Linked DNA regions of Sus scrofa: regions 1, 2 and 3 are each linked to region 4. A link is a contact called in public HiChIP or PLAC-seq and promoter capture Hi-C data. All regions are on one chromosome and are shown on one strand. The core of a region is the stretch at or near the end of the contact, and the rest is flanking DNA. Distances in the headings are between cores, read along the strand shown.

Region 1 (2,719 bases), core at 133-2,632, 950 kb after region 4:
CAGTGTTGAGCAGGGGAGACACAGGGAGGATCCCTGAAACAAATGGTTTCCGGAGCTGCTAGGAATGTCCCCCAAATCCCCCTCTGGGGGCCAGCTAGCCAGGAGCAGGGAGCAGCAGGCACGTCACGTCGATTCCGGCGCTGACATGGCCGCGGCTCTGCTTGAAAACCCGGGGAGCCAGATGTCGCGAGAGCGCGGCAGCCCCACGTGGGCGCCAAAACCTGTTACAAAAAGTGGGCTTCCACCTGGCTCACCAATCTAAAGCCAATAAAGAGGCGAGGTTGGTGGGAAGGAAAGTTTGCTTTGCTTCAGAGTCTGGCACCCGGTGGCAGGGGTGAGAGGTTCTTGTCCAAAGGCGGACTTCCCCCCAATGACAATTAGTGGGCAAGAGCTTTTATGGCTGGAGAGAGGGGGCTACATGCAGAAACAGCAGTCAGCTCTGACAGTCATCTTGAAATTGGTCATGCACTGGTCTGATCAGTGACATCTTGATTATTTTAAGCACAGTTCATCCTCAAATCCAAGGTGGGTTTGTGCTCATTTCCTTGAGGCTAGTTCTTAGAATTGTGGCAGTTTATGTCATGGCTGCAGTCTGGTCATACAATTGACTTCTTCCACCTGCTTGGGGTTTCAGTATCTACAAGATCCCTCACAGGACATGGCTCAGAACTTTGTCTATAGCCGTTGAAAAGGAACTATCTCAAGAAGGTCAAACTAAAAAAGGTCCTTGAGTTTGCTTACCAACTAAACTATTATTGTTTCGTCCTGTTTGCTTTCCTTTGCCTCTGTATTTTCTCACTTCTGATTAAACTTACTCTTTGGCTAAAGTTCTTCTACAGATAAAAGGCAGGCAGCGAACATGGGAGGGAAGGACCATACATATCCTCCTGCTCCTTTTCAAAAGGAAAGTACATATCAGGAGTTCCTGTCATGGCACAGCAGAAGAGAACCTGACTAGTATCCATGAGGATGCAGGTGTGATCCCTAGCCTCCCTCAGTGGGTGAGAACCTGGCTGTAGTTCGGATTTCATCCTTAGCCTGGGAACTTTCTTATACGGCTGGTTGGTGACCCCTCAAAAGAAAAAAAAAAGAAAAGAAAAAAAAAAAAAGGAAAGCACATATCCATACAAAGAATTGTACAGAAATGTTCCTAGCAGCTTTGTTTCTAATAAGGAAAAATTGGGACCGAACCACATATCTGTCAACACATGACTAGATACATTGTGGTATACCCAGAAAAGTACTCAGCACTAACAATGAATGAAAAATTGTTACACGCAAGAGCAAGAAGGAGTATAAAAATAACTATTCCGAAAGAAAGAAGCCAGACAAAATATTCAAGACTATGCAATTCAAGGCATACAATTCTAGAAAAGTAACCAACTATGGGGGGGGGATGTTGTGGGGCGGGAAGAGGGGAGGAGCTGCAAGGGATCAGGGGAGGAGCTGCGAGAGAGTCACAGAGCTGTTGCGGGGCGGGGGAGAAGATCGCAGGGAGGCAGGTGGCTATATAGGCAAAGGTGGGCGGGAGAAGGCCAAGAAGGGCGGGTAGGGGCAGGAGCACTAATGGGGTTAGGAAGAGGGGTGCAGGTGGTGGGAAAGAACGCGGGGAAGAAAAGAAAAACAGGGGCGGGCGGGAGCGAGGACAGGAGGGGCTGAGTGAGGGTGGGGAGGGGTCGGAGCCTGACGTGTGGGCTGGGCCTCGGGTGTGGGCAGGTCCCGGCGTGCGCAGCAGCGTCATGGCGCGCTTCTTCCGCGCGGGCCCGGGCTTACCCTTCCGAGAGGTGCTCTCGCGGGCAGTGTGGGGTCGTGCCGACAATGGCGGCCTCAGCCCGAAGGTCGGAACCGGAGACGCAGGTAGGACGCAGTCCCCGCCGCCATCTCCCGGCTTTTGGGTTCCCCTCACTCCCTGGGACTTGGGGGCCCAAGTTCTGGTTCTGAACCTGGCAATTCCTTCCTCGAGAAGCTCCTTTGGGGCGCCCCTGCCCGCCCACCGGCTGAGCAAGCGAGCTGTAAGCTCGAAGGGACGTGGACGGGGGCTCACTGACCCCTCTGAGAATTTGAAAATAATCGGTCGTTTCCTCAAACGTGCACTTTTTTTTTCTTTTTTTTTTCTTTTTGCATTAAATGTCAGGCTCCGGATCAGGAACCTCCCGGTGAAGAACCTCGGTGTTGGGCCAGCGGCTCGACCTGCGCTCTCTCTGCTATTACGGCCCCTGATCTGTTGCACGGTCCCCCTCTTCCAGTTATGTCTGGTGCTTCTCGCGTATGAGAAGCAGACAGTGCAGACTTTGCATTCCCGTGGGTCTGCTTCCTCTCTGCTCTGTGTTCCTGTGTTTCCAGGACCCACAGTTGCGTGTGGGCTTGTAATCGGTTCCCCCTTTAACCTGATACCGTTAGTCATTGGCTGAGGTTCGGAACAGGGAAAAGAGCGTGTATTTTCTACAAAATGTCTTTTGCTGCTCTGTGGGATTGGGGTCCGTTTACATTTCATCCTTTAGGACGGAGTCATCTGTGGAGACCTGTGTCAGCTGGCCCCGAATTTCAGATACATTGCAGGGGAATCCAGTTCCCCGTGTCGATTTGCTTTTTGGTCGACTACCCAGCATACTATCTCTGAATCCAACTGTCATGTGTCCGCTGAGGCCATTTAAAGATACCTATCTCTGCTGAAGATGGACCCCGTCAAGTGGAATTCTTTCTATCCCCTGATGTTTTC
Region 2 (2,700 bases), core at 1-2,500, 640 kb after region 4:
TTCAGCACCTCTGGCTGTGTGTGTTAGGCTAACCTTTCCAAGCGTCCTCTCCAACCTTTGAAACAAACCCCCCAAACGGATGCAATCAACTCAAGACCGCCTTCCATCGCTCCCGGCGAGACCTACCCCCAACCCCCGCTCCCGAAGTCATCCCCAGGCCGCCTTCCGCAGTCGGGGACTTCGGCCTGGCTCCCCAAGGTGGGGGAGGAGGTGTGGGGAGCAAGACTCCCCGCCAAGCAGCTCTTCAGCAGGCAGAGCGGCAGTGCGATGCGGGAGAGGAGCAGAGGAAGATGCTAAACCCCAGTGCCATATTTACACTGGCTTTTTCTTTGCCAAAAAGATTTCTTGTGTCCAAGAATATCGCCTTTAAAGGTAAAAAAAAAAAAAAAAAAAAAAGGACCTAAGCACCAAGCCGCTGCCCAAGCTCCCCGATCTCCAGTATTCTCACCCCTGTCCCCCGTGCGGGGTTGCCGCCAGGCGCTCCCTAGCCTCGGACAGGTACACCTGCAGAATCACGGAGGATCGGGCCGCCCCCGCAGAGGAAGCGATCGCCAGGACTCCGACCCCAGCAGCCCCCGCTGGGGTGATAGCCCAGGCGGAGTCGTGCCCCGCACAAACTTCCCAGTTCCTGGGCTCCGGGGACAGATCCGCCAGCGAGCGGACGGACGGACTGGGGGCGACAATGGTACCGGCCGCAGAGCTCAAAATGCAGATGGGACCCTTGTCCTACATCCAGCCCTAGGTCCAAAGGGGATCCAAGTGGCGCCCGGGCGGCCCCCGAGGGGCTGGCGCGCTGCGCGGGGCTGCGGCCACCGAGGCGCTTCGGCTAGCGGGCAGCCCCAGAAGGCTAGCAGCCCGAAGGCTGGGGCCCCGCTCGGGCTCCCAGCCCCGCAGCAGCTGCAGCGGGAGGAGGAGGGGAGAGGGGAGGAAGAGGAGGAGGAGGAAAGGGACTGCGCGCCGCAGCCCGAGTCCTTACCGAGTGGTTTACCCCCCACATCAGGACGCTGAGCAGCGGATCGCTGGCCCGAAAGAGCTTCACTTTCTGCGCTACGAAGTGCTTCTTCTTCGTCTTGGTCTTGCTCGCCAGGACGGAGGACCCCAGGTTGCCGGGGGTCGCCATGGCCGCCGCCTCTGTCCCCTCCACCGCCGCGCTCCCGAGGCCGGGGACCCGCCCTCTCTACACGCCGGCCCGGGGAGGCAGCCGCATCCCCCCCGGCGGCGGCCCCGGCGCTCTGTGTCCGCTGCGCCCACTGGCGCGCTCGCCCCGCTCCGCCCGCAGTGCCCGCTCGGCCCGGCTGGAGAGGGAGGCTGTGCTCGGCTCGCGCCCCGGCCGGGATCCCGCGCCCGCCGCGGCTCCGCGCTCAGCCCGCGGCTGGACCAGGCGCGCCGCGAGCGGCTTCCGCGTTGGGCGCCGGCGTCATGACGCAGGGGGCGGGCGGGCAGCAGCTGCGGCGCCGCCGGGCGGGGCGCGGGGCGCGGCCGCGGGACCGTTAAGCTGCGCCCTCGCGCTCCAGCTCCTGCCCGGGCTCCGCGGCCCGGGGGACGCCGGCGAGCTCGGGGCGGACGCTCCCCGCCGGCTGAGGAGGCCGCGGGGTGGGCATGCGGCGCAGGGAGCGTGAGGACTCCCGCAGGGCGTCCCCTTCTGCCCGGGAGAAAAAGAGGAAGGGGTGGAGGCAATGGGGAGGTCGGAGGAGAGGAGACCCCAGAGGCGGTGGTGAGGCTAAGGAAGGAGGCTCGGGGCACCGCCGCTCTCCGGTGCCAAGAATCGGGAGACCTAGAGAGATCTGAAACCCTGGTGGAGACCAGAGCTTCCCTAGCACCGGGGAAACGGACCTGGACACATTGTTGGCCTCCTCCCAAAGGAGCCCTGCAATGAATTTATTAATCCCTTTGTGCTTTTAACCATCGAGCCTTTTGAACCCTGAACTTGGGCCTTCCCACGCGCATGCAGAAGGGAGACGCTCACCCAACCCCCGGGACTGTCTTTCCCACCACAACTCACGGTCGCCAGGGACAGGACCCTGCATGCCTCATCCAGAGCCTTTGGTTTGGCCCAGAGAATCCTGCCCCAAATTGCACCTTCTACGTCAAATCCTCCGAGGTTTCCTACATCTCTTCTTTTTATCCGTTCCACTCACCTTCCACGGAAATCTTTCCATTGTCTTCATCCACGTACACCTAAATTTAGCCCTTCTGAATGCTAGGAACACCTGACTCACCTCAGGAAGCTGCCTTTCCAAGCATGTCTAAAAATCTGCTGTCCCTGTATCTTCTCCAGTAACCAGCATCCTGGTCTAGGCACTTACCCTATTCAGGCTACCCGGCAAGATTATATGTCTACTGTCATTGTTACTCCCCCAAATGCAGTGGTTTCCTGCTGTGTGCCTAGCAATCTGCTTGCTTCTGTCAGGGAAAGACAGGATGACAGACCCTTATGCCTTACGGAGCGGAGCTTGAGTCTCAAGGGGTAGGAAGTGACAGATCTCGGGGTCACCTTCCTTTGCTCCTTTGTTCTTAAACATAAGGGTTGCCCCAAAGTCCTCTTACTCTCTTGCTTCATACTGTTGTCCAAAATGTTATCTGTTCCCCCGGCCTCAACCAGAACCACACTTACTGTTTTAAAAAAAAGAACCTGGAGTTTCCATGGTGGCTCGGTGGCTCAGCAGAAACCAATCTGATTAGTATCCAAGAAGATGCAGG
Region 3 (2,700 bases), core at 105-2,604, 810 kb after region 4:
TCCTGCTGTGGTGCAGTGGGTTAAGAATCCAACTGCAGTGGCTCAGGTTGCTGTGGAGGTGCAGGTTGGATCCTGGGCCCGGTGCAGTGGGTTAAAGGTACAGCATTGCTGCAGCTGCACCATAAGTCTCATATGCGGCTTGGATTCAGTCCCTGGCCTGGGAACTTCCATATGTTACAGGTGCAGTGAATGAAAAGAAATAAAGGAAAGGAAGGGAGAGAGGAAGGAAGGAAGGAAAGGAGGAAGGGAGGGAGGGAGGAAGGGAGGGAGGCAGGAAGGCAGGCAATCAAGCTAAATAATGGCCATGAAAGCAGGAGGAAGATCAAAGGTAAGTGGTATCAAGAAGACCACAGAAGATGTTTCCAGAATGAGATGTCATCAGGAGTATTATTTGCAGCAGTGATGTCAAAAAAGATGAAGACTAAGAAACAGACAACAAGTTTGGGTACTTTTAGTGGCAGGACCAAACCGAATCACTGTGGTTTGAAAAGTGAAGGTATGTTAAAAATGCGAAAGTATCAAATGCAGGCTGCTTTTGCAGAAACTCATGGTCCAGAAGAGAAAGAGAAAAATAGAATGATACTAGAAGGAGATACAGGTTCAAAGAGATTTTGTTTTTGCTTTTTGTATGAGGCAAATGATAGAGTTCACAGTATTCATAAACTGACAGGAAGAGAGAGGCTGAAGATACAGGCATGTATTATTCAAGTTCCAATAGGAAGACAGAAATCATCTGTTATTTGACTATACAAAATCTAATACAAAGAACGTTACATTTGTATAAAGCTGTTTATCAGGTCATTCAAAAGGTATGAAGAGGACATAAAAGGATAGGAAAGAAGAAATGGTAAGAAACATCTAACACTCTTAGGACTGGGTGGGGAAGAGGGACAGGTAGGTAGGGAGTTCAAAAACCGTTAGGGGAATTCAGGAGAGGGAGAGATTTTTTTTTTTTTAGCAAAAAATCGAAGAGTATTTTTTGAAGATGGCATTTGAGCTGGACTTCATTAAGCAGAAATAATAGAATATTCCAGGAGCTGTACAAGCCACACATGACTTGGCAAATGATAGATTCTTAATATTTGAATAGCTGAAATGACAAGGAAAAGAGTGAGCAAAAATTTAGAAGAGAAAAGCATGGACAATTTGGGGAAAACAGTAAGTTTGGGGCTTGTGCTGTGGGAAAGCAGTGAGCTGCACAGGTAGAAAAGCAGTGGGGCAGATGGCTTTGAAAACCAGGCTAATGAGTTTAGACCTTATTTTAGGAAGCCACTGAAGTGGAGTAAGGGCGTGGCATGAGGAGGGCAGTAATCTCTGGAAGGTTTACCTGTGGTACCAAGACAGAACGGGAAAGAGAGAAACCGACGTCATCACTTAGAAGATCAAAAATGATGACCTGCACTGGGGTGACAGTAAAGATTTAAGAGAGGGAATAGAGAGGGGACAAAAAGTGGCTGGCCAATTAACTTCAATGCTGATTGGCGTTGGGGGTGGAGGAGGCAGCAGGAAACCTGAGGTTCTGGGCTACTGGGAGGGATGGCAGAAAGAGGAAGCAAAGATGTAAGCGGAAGGTTTTGAAGGGACATGGTACGTTCTGCGGTGACAGCAAAGTCGGCAATGCAGCTCGGCGCAAACCAGGCATAAAGTGGCGACGTGGAAGTCAACCGCACAGACTCTCGCTGAGACATGTGGCTGGGAAGACGCAGGGGCAGCGGAGAATACGTGAATCCAGAGCCAGCTCCCTGGCCAGAGCTGAGACGGTGCTGCCTCCTTCCTGATTTACCGTTGTCACTAGGGCTGGCCCTCAACAACTAGGAAGGGTAGGATTCTCACTGTCTATCCTGCCCCAAAGCCCAGGCCTCAAGAACCGAGGATGCACACGGCTCTTCAGCTACCAGCCTCTACCGGCAGCAGGACAATAGGCACCGCGGAAAGCTGGGCGCCAGCTAGGAGGAAGGAGGCGCAAGCAGGCGCGGATTGCGCAGGCGCGGCCCCCTGTTGCCTAGCAACGAGGCACAACGGTGAACTAGGACTGGGACACTGGCGGCGACAGGTGCAGTTGGCCAGGTCTCAGGAGCCAGGGCTCGGCGGGATCTCCCTGCAGGTAAAGGCAGATGGACGGCTGCACAGCTACCCCGCGTTTTGGAGAGGCCCAGGGCAGAGGTCTCAGCAAATACTTGGGGAACAAGAAGGTGCCCCGCGGGTGGGGGCGTCTGGGGCAACTGAAGGAAAAGGGTGTGAAGACCTGCGGGTTCCTGTCTTACACCTGCAGTTTTAGGCTGGGGTCCCGATGGATTTCATAAGAGTGCCCGCTGCCTCCTACTTAACAAGTGATAAAAAAGCCCAGGAATAGGATTTGAGGGTCTAAGATTCCGTCATTTGACTGATCAACTCAAAAAGTGGGTCACCAGTTGTTCTAGCCCTTCTCCTCCAAATAAATCTCTCATTAGAAAACATTTAAGATCAAATAAGCTGACAGGTCACAAAGTAGATCAATGAATTCACGAAAAAATGTGACTCCTCTCCAATAATCAAGAAGATACACAAAGCAGATTGTTTTCATGTCCAATGCCATGACTTTCATACCTTTTCACCCAGTTACTTTACTGCTAGGGATTTATCTTAAACAGCTGCAGATGTGGATGAAGATTTTATGTCTAAGGATGTTCATTTGCAGCCTTGTCCTTAATTCCAGAAAGT
Region 4 (2,700 bases), core at 95-2,594:
GTGTAAGCAGAGTAACAAACGGATGTTACCAGTTAAAGTCTCAAGCCAAAAAGAACGAAACGAAAGGAAAAGAAAAAGACAAAGATCCTGCGCTACTGGTCGGGCTTCTCTTGCCGGAGCCCCCCAGGTGCCTCCACCGTCCCGGAACACTCGAGAGCTCCTTCTACGAATTCCAGGACCAATACCGCAGGGGTTTCAAGTTTCTCCAGATTTCTAAACTGTGCTACAAACCCTATCCAACAGGCTAAATAGATTCCAAACTTAGGCAAGAACGAACAACTTCTGCCATCCAGACACCAACCAAAATGCATTCCCACCTTCCCGGAAAGGCAGAGGAAAGGAGGCTGCTACAAGACAGATAAGTGCAATTGGGAAAATGAAAATTTAGAGACACGACTACTCTTTCCCACATTCACGCGGCAGGAAAGGAAAGAGTAAAAGATTTACCCACGCCACTCTTCCTTGTTCCTCCAGCAAAGCTTGGCGCAAAAATCTCCCCAGAATGGCAGAGAAAAAGAGAAGGGTCCCTACCCCAGGCTGGTGGCACCTCCAGCCTGTCACTGAGACCGGAACTTGAGAAGGGGAGCCGGGCGGTGAGGAATTGGGGAAGGCAGGCCATTCCCTCTGAGGCTGGTTACGAGGAGACCCCGGTGGGTCGGACTGAGGACGGCAGCCGAACCCGGGATGGCCAAGTCTTGCCCCGCATGCCCGGCTCCCGCGGAGGAATCGGGGTCACAGTCCGCCCCACCCCCTCCTTTCCGCCGGGACCGGCAGGTTTCTGTCCCAACGCGCAGCCCTCGGGCGGGCGGGTGGCCCCGCTTACCTGCTGCACCCCGAGGAACTGGTAGAAGTTGAGCTGCACCTCCTCCACCAAGTCAAACAACTCCAGGTCTCCGCTCTCCCAGCCGCGCGCGGGGCCCGCGGCCGCCAGCAGCAGCAACAGCAGCGGCGGCGGGAACGGCAAGAGCCGGAGCCGGCGGCGCGGAGGAAGCCGGGCCAGCCGGGAGCAAGGAGCCGTCATCGCGCCGGGCTCGGAGAGGTCACCCGCCGCGCAGCGCCGTCGGCCGAGACCGGGGACGTGGCGGACAGCGCGGGCTGTGGAAACAGTGCCTTTCAGTTAGGAGCACCGGCAGCCGCCGCGAAGTCGCCCGCCCCACGGCCGGTCCTGGATGGAGGGCAGGGGCGGCGGGAGCGGACGGACACAGCGGCGGGAGAGCGGGAGGGGCCGCGGTCAGCTCCACCCTTCGCGGACCCTTACCCTTCACCCAGGCCTACAGACAGCTGGAAAGCCAGCGCCGGGAGCTGAGGTTGCTCGGGGGAGAGGCTTCCCCTCGCCTCAGCCTATCCCAGGCCTCGCTTCCGGTGACATCACGTCTCCTAGCAACCTCCGGAGAGGGGGCGGGGCCGGAAGTAGGGAAGCCGGTGCCCCAGACCTGGGCCTTGGAGAAGTGCCTCTCGTCGTGGCGCGCTGGAGAAGTTCTACGTGTATTGACACAGATTAAGAGACGTGGGTAGTTGTGGACATCGCACATCTACCTGGAACATCCCAAGTATCTTTGAAGCAGCTACTTTCTTACGCTACCAAAACTAAAAGCACGTTTGAGGACTGATTAATTGATTACAGCCTCTGTTGCATACATTTCAATATTCCATCTGCAAAGAGAAGGAACTGAACGCAGGGCCTAAAAGGGGCAGATCTACAGAATAAAATATCCTCTTGAGAGAGGTGAAGAAGACATTAAATTTGAACCAAGACAAAAAGTAAACTTCTAATTATGAATTAAGGTTTACAGGCATAATACCATAAAACAGGTAGCCTGATAGAAATTAATTAGAAATTAATAAACCTGGCTAAGTCATTAAGTCACACAGTCTTAAGGGAAGTGTAGTGTATCCATTTCAGCAGCTTTCCAACTGGGGTTCCTTTCCCAACTGATGTCTGTTTTTAAAGACATTAGGCTAAAAACCCCCACTCTTTCCCATCAGTGTCTCACTTCCCACTCTATTTTTAAGTCGTTTTTTTTTTTTTTTCTTCCACGACTATCGCTTTCTCTTATGTCAATCTTATTTTCTTCAAAGCTTTCTCACATTTCTCCTTTCTGACTCCCTACTCTTGATAAGGAAGCAGAAGGGAAGGAAAAAATGCTGTATAACTCAGGATGCTTGACCAGTTTTGAGTTTGATCTTATGCTTTTCCCTTCTGAGATTCCACCAGCTGAATTTAGTTCCATGGGATAATGATAAAGCTACTTTTGCTCTCATGGCAAGAATATATTATGTTTGACAAAGTTTACAAAAACAGCATCCAGGAAGTAAATCTTACTGAAGAAATCCTTCTATTATTGCAGTTTTAGATGTATTTTTATTTATTTATTTTTGTCTTTTTGACTTTTCCAGGGCTGCTTCTGACGGCATATGGAGGTTCCCAGGCTAGGGGTCTAATCGGAGCTGTAGCCACCGACCTGCACCAGAGCCACAGCAACGTGGGATCCGAGCCTCGTCTGCAACGTACACCACAGATTACAGCAATGCCACATCCTTAACCCACTGAGCAAGGCCAGGGATCGAACCTGCAACCTCATGGTTCCTAGTCAGATTCGTTAACCACTGAGCCACGAAGGGAACTCCCTAGAAGTATTTTTAAATAGTTATAAATGAATGCAAGTGTATCTTGCTTAAAAGTAATATATACACTTGAAG

The links. Promoter capture Hi-C pulls out the DNA fragments that hold promoters and counts their contacts. HiChIP or PLAC-seq counts read pairs in DNA pulled down with a chosen protein or histone mark.
Region 1: an H3K27ac HiChIP or PLAC-seq map of skeletal muscle shows a contact between it and region 4, with 5 times the contacts expected there. The contact joins the promoter of MSRB2 here to the promoter of DNAJC1 in region 4. A contact is called at or near these places in 2 of 5 promoter capture datasets (fetal liver and liver) and 1 of 2 datasets of contacts at active chromatin or transcription factors (skeletal muscle).
Region 2: a contact with region 4 is called in an H3K27ac HiChIP or PLAC-seq map of alveolar macrophages. The contact joins the promoter of PIP4K2A here to the promoter of DNAJC1 in region 4. A contact is called at or near these places in 1 of 47 Hi-C or Micro-C datasets (embryonic fibroblasts) and 2 of 2 datasets of contacts at active chromatin or transcription factors (alveolar macrophages and skeletal muscle).
Region 3: a promoter capture Hi-C map of liver shows a contact between it and region 4, with 5 times the contacts expected there. The contact joins the promoter of ARMC3 here to the promoter of DNAJC1 in region 4. A contact is called at or near these places in 2 of 5 promoter capture datasets (fetal skeletal muscle and liver) and 1 of 2 datasets of contacts at active chromatin or transcription factors (alveolar macrophages).

The regions. Positions count from the first base shown.
Region 1 is chr10:51,909,388-51,912,106 of Sscrofa11.1, reverse strand. It overlaps MSRB2 (methionine-R-sulfoxide reductase B2, mitochondrial), which reads left to right and starts at 1,382. Exons shown (of 6, transcript XM_005668153.3): 1 at 1,382-1,520; 2 at 1,717-1,857. The coding sequence starts at 1,397.
Region 2 is chr10:52,223,083-52,225,782 of Sscrofa11.1, reverse strand. It overlaps PIP4K2A (phosphatidylinositol-5-phosphate 4-kinase type 2 alpha), which reads right to left and starts at 1,250. Exons shown (of 10, transcript NM_001195781.1): 1 at 977-1,250. The coding sequence starts at 1,120.
Region 3 is chr10:52,048,721-52,051,420 of Sscrofa11.1, reverse strand. ARMC3 (armadillo repeat-containing protein 3) reads left to right here and starts at 1,354. Exons shown (of 19, transcript XM_013980262.2): 1 at 1,354-2,104.
Region 4 is chr10:52,861,457-52,864,156 of Sscrofa11.1, reverse strand. It overlaps DNAJC1 (dnaJ homolog subfamily C member 1), which reads right to left and starts at 1,344. Exons shown (of 12, transcript XM_005668160.2): 1 at 824-1,344. The coding sequence starts at 1,021.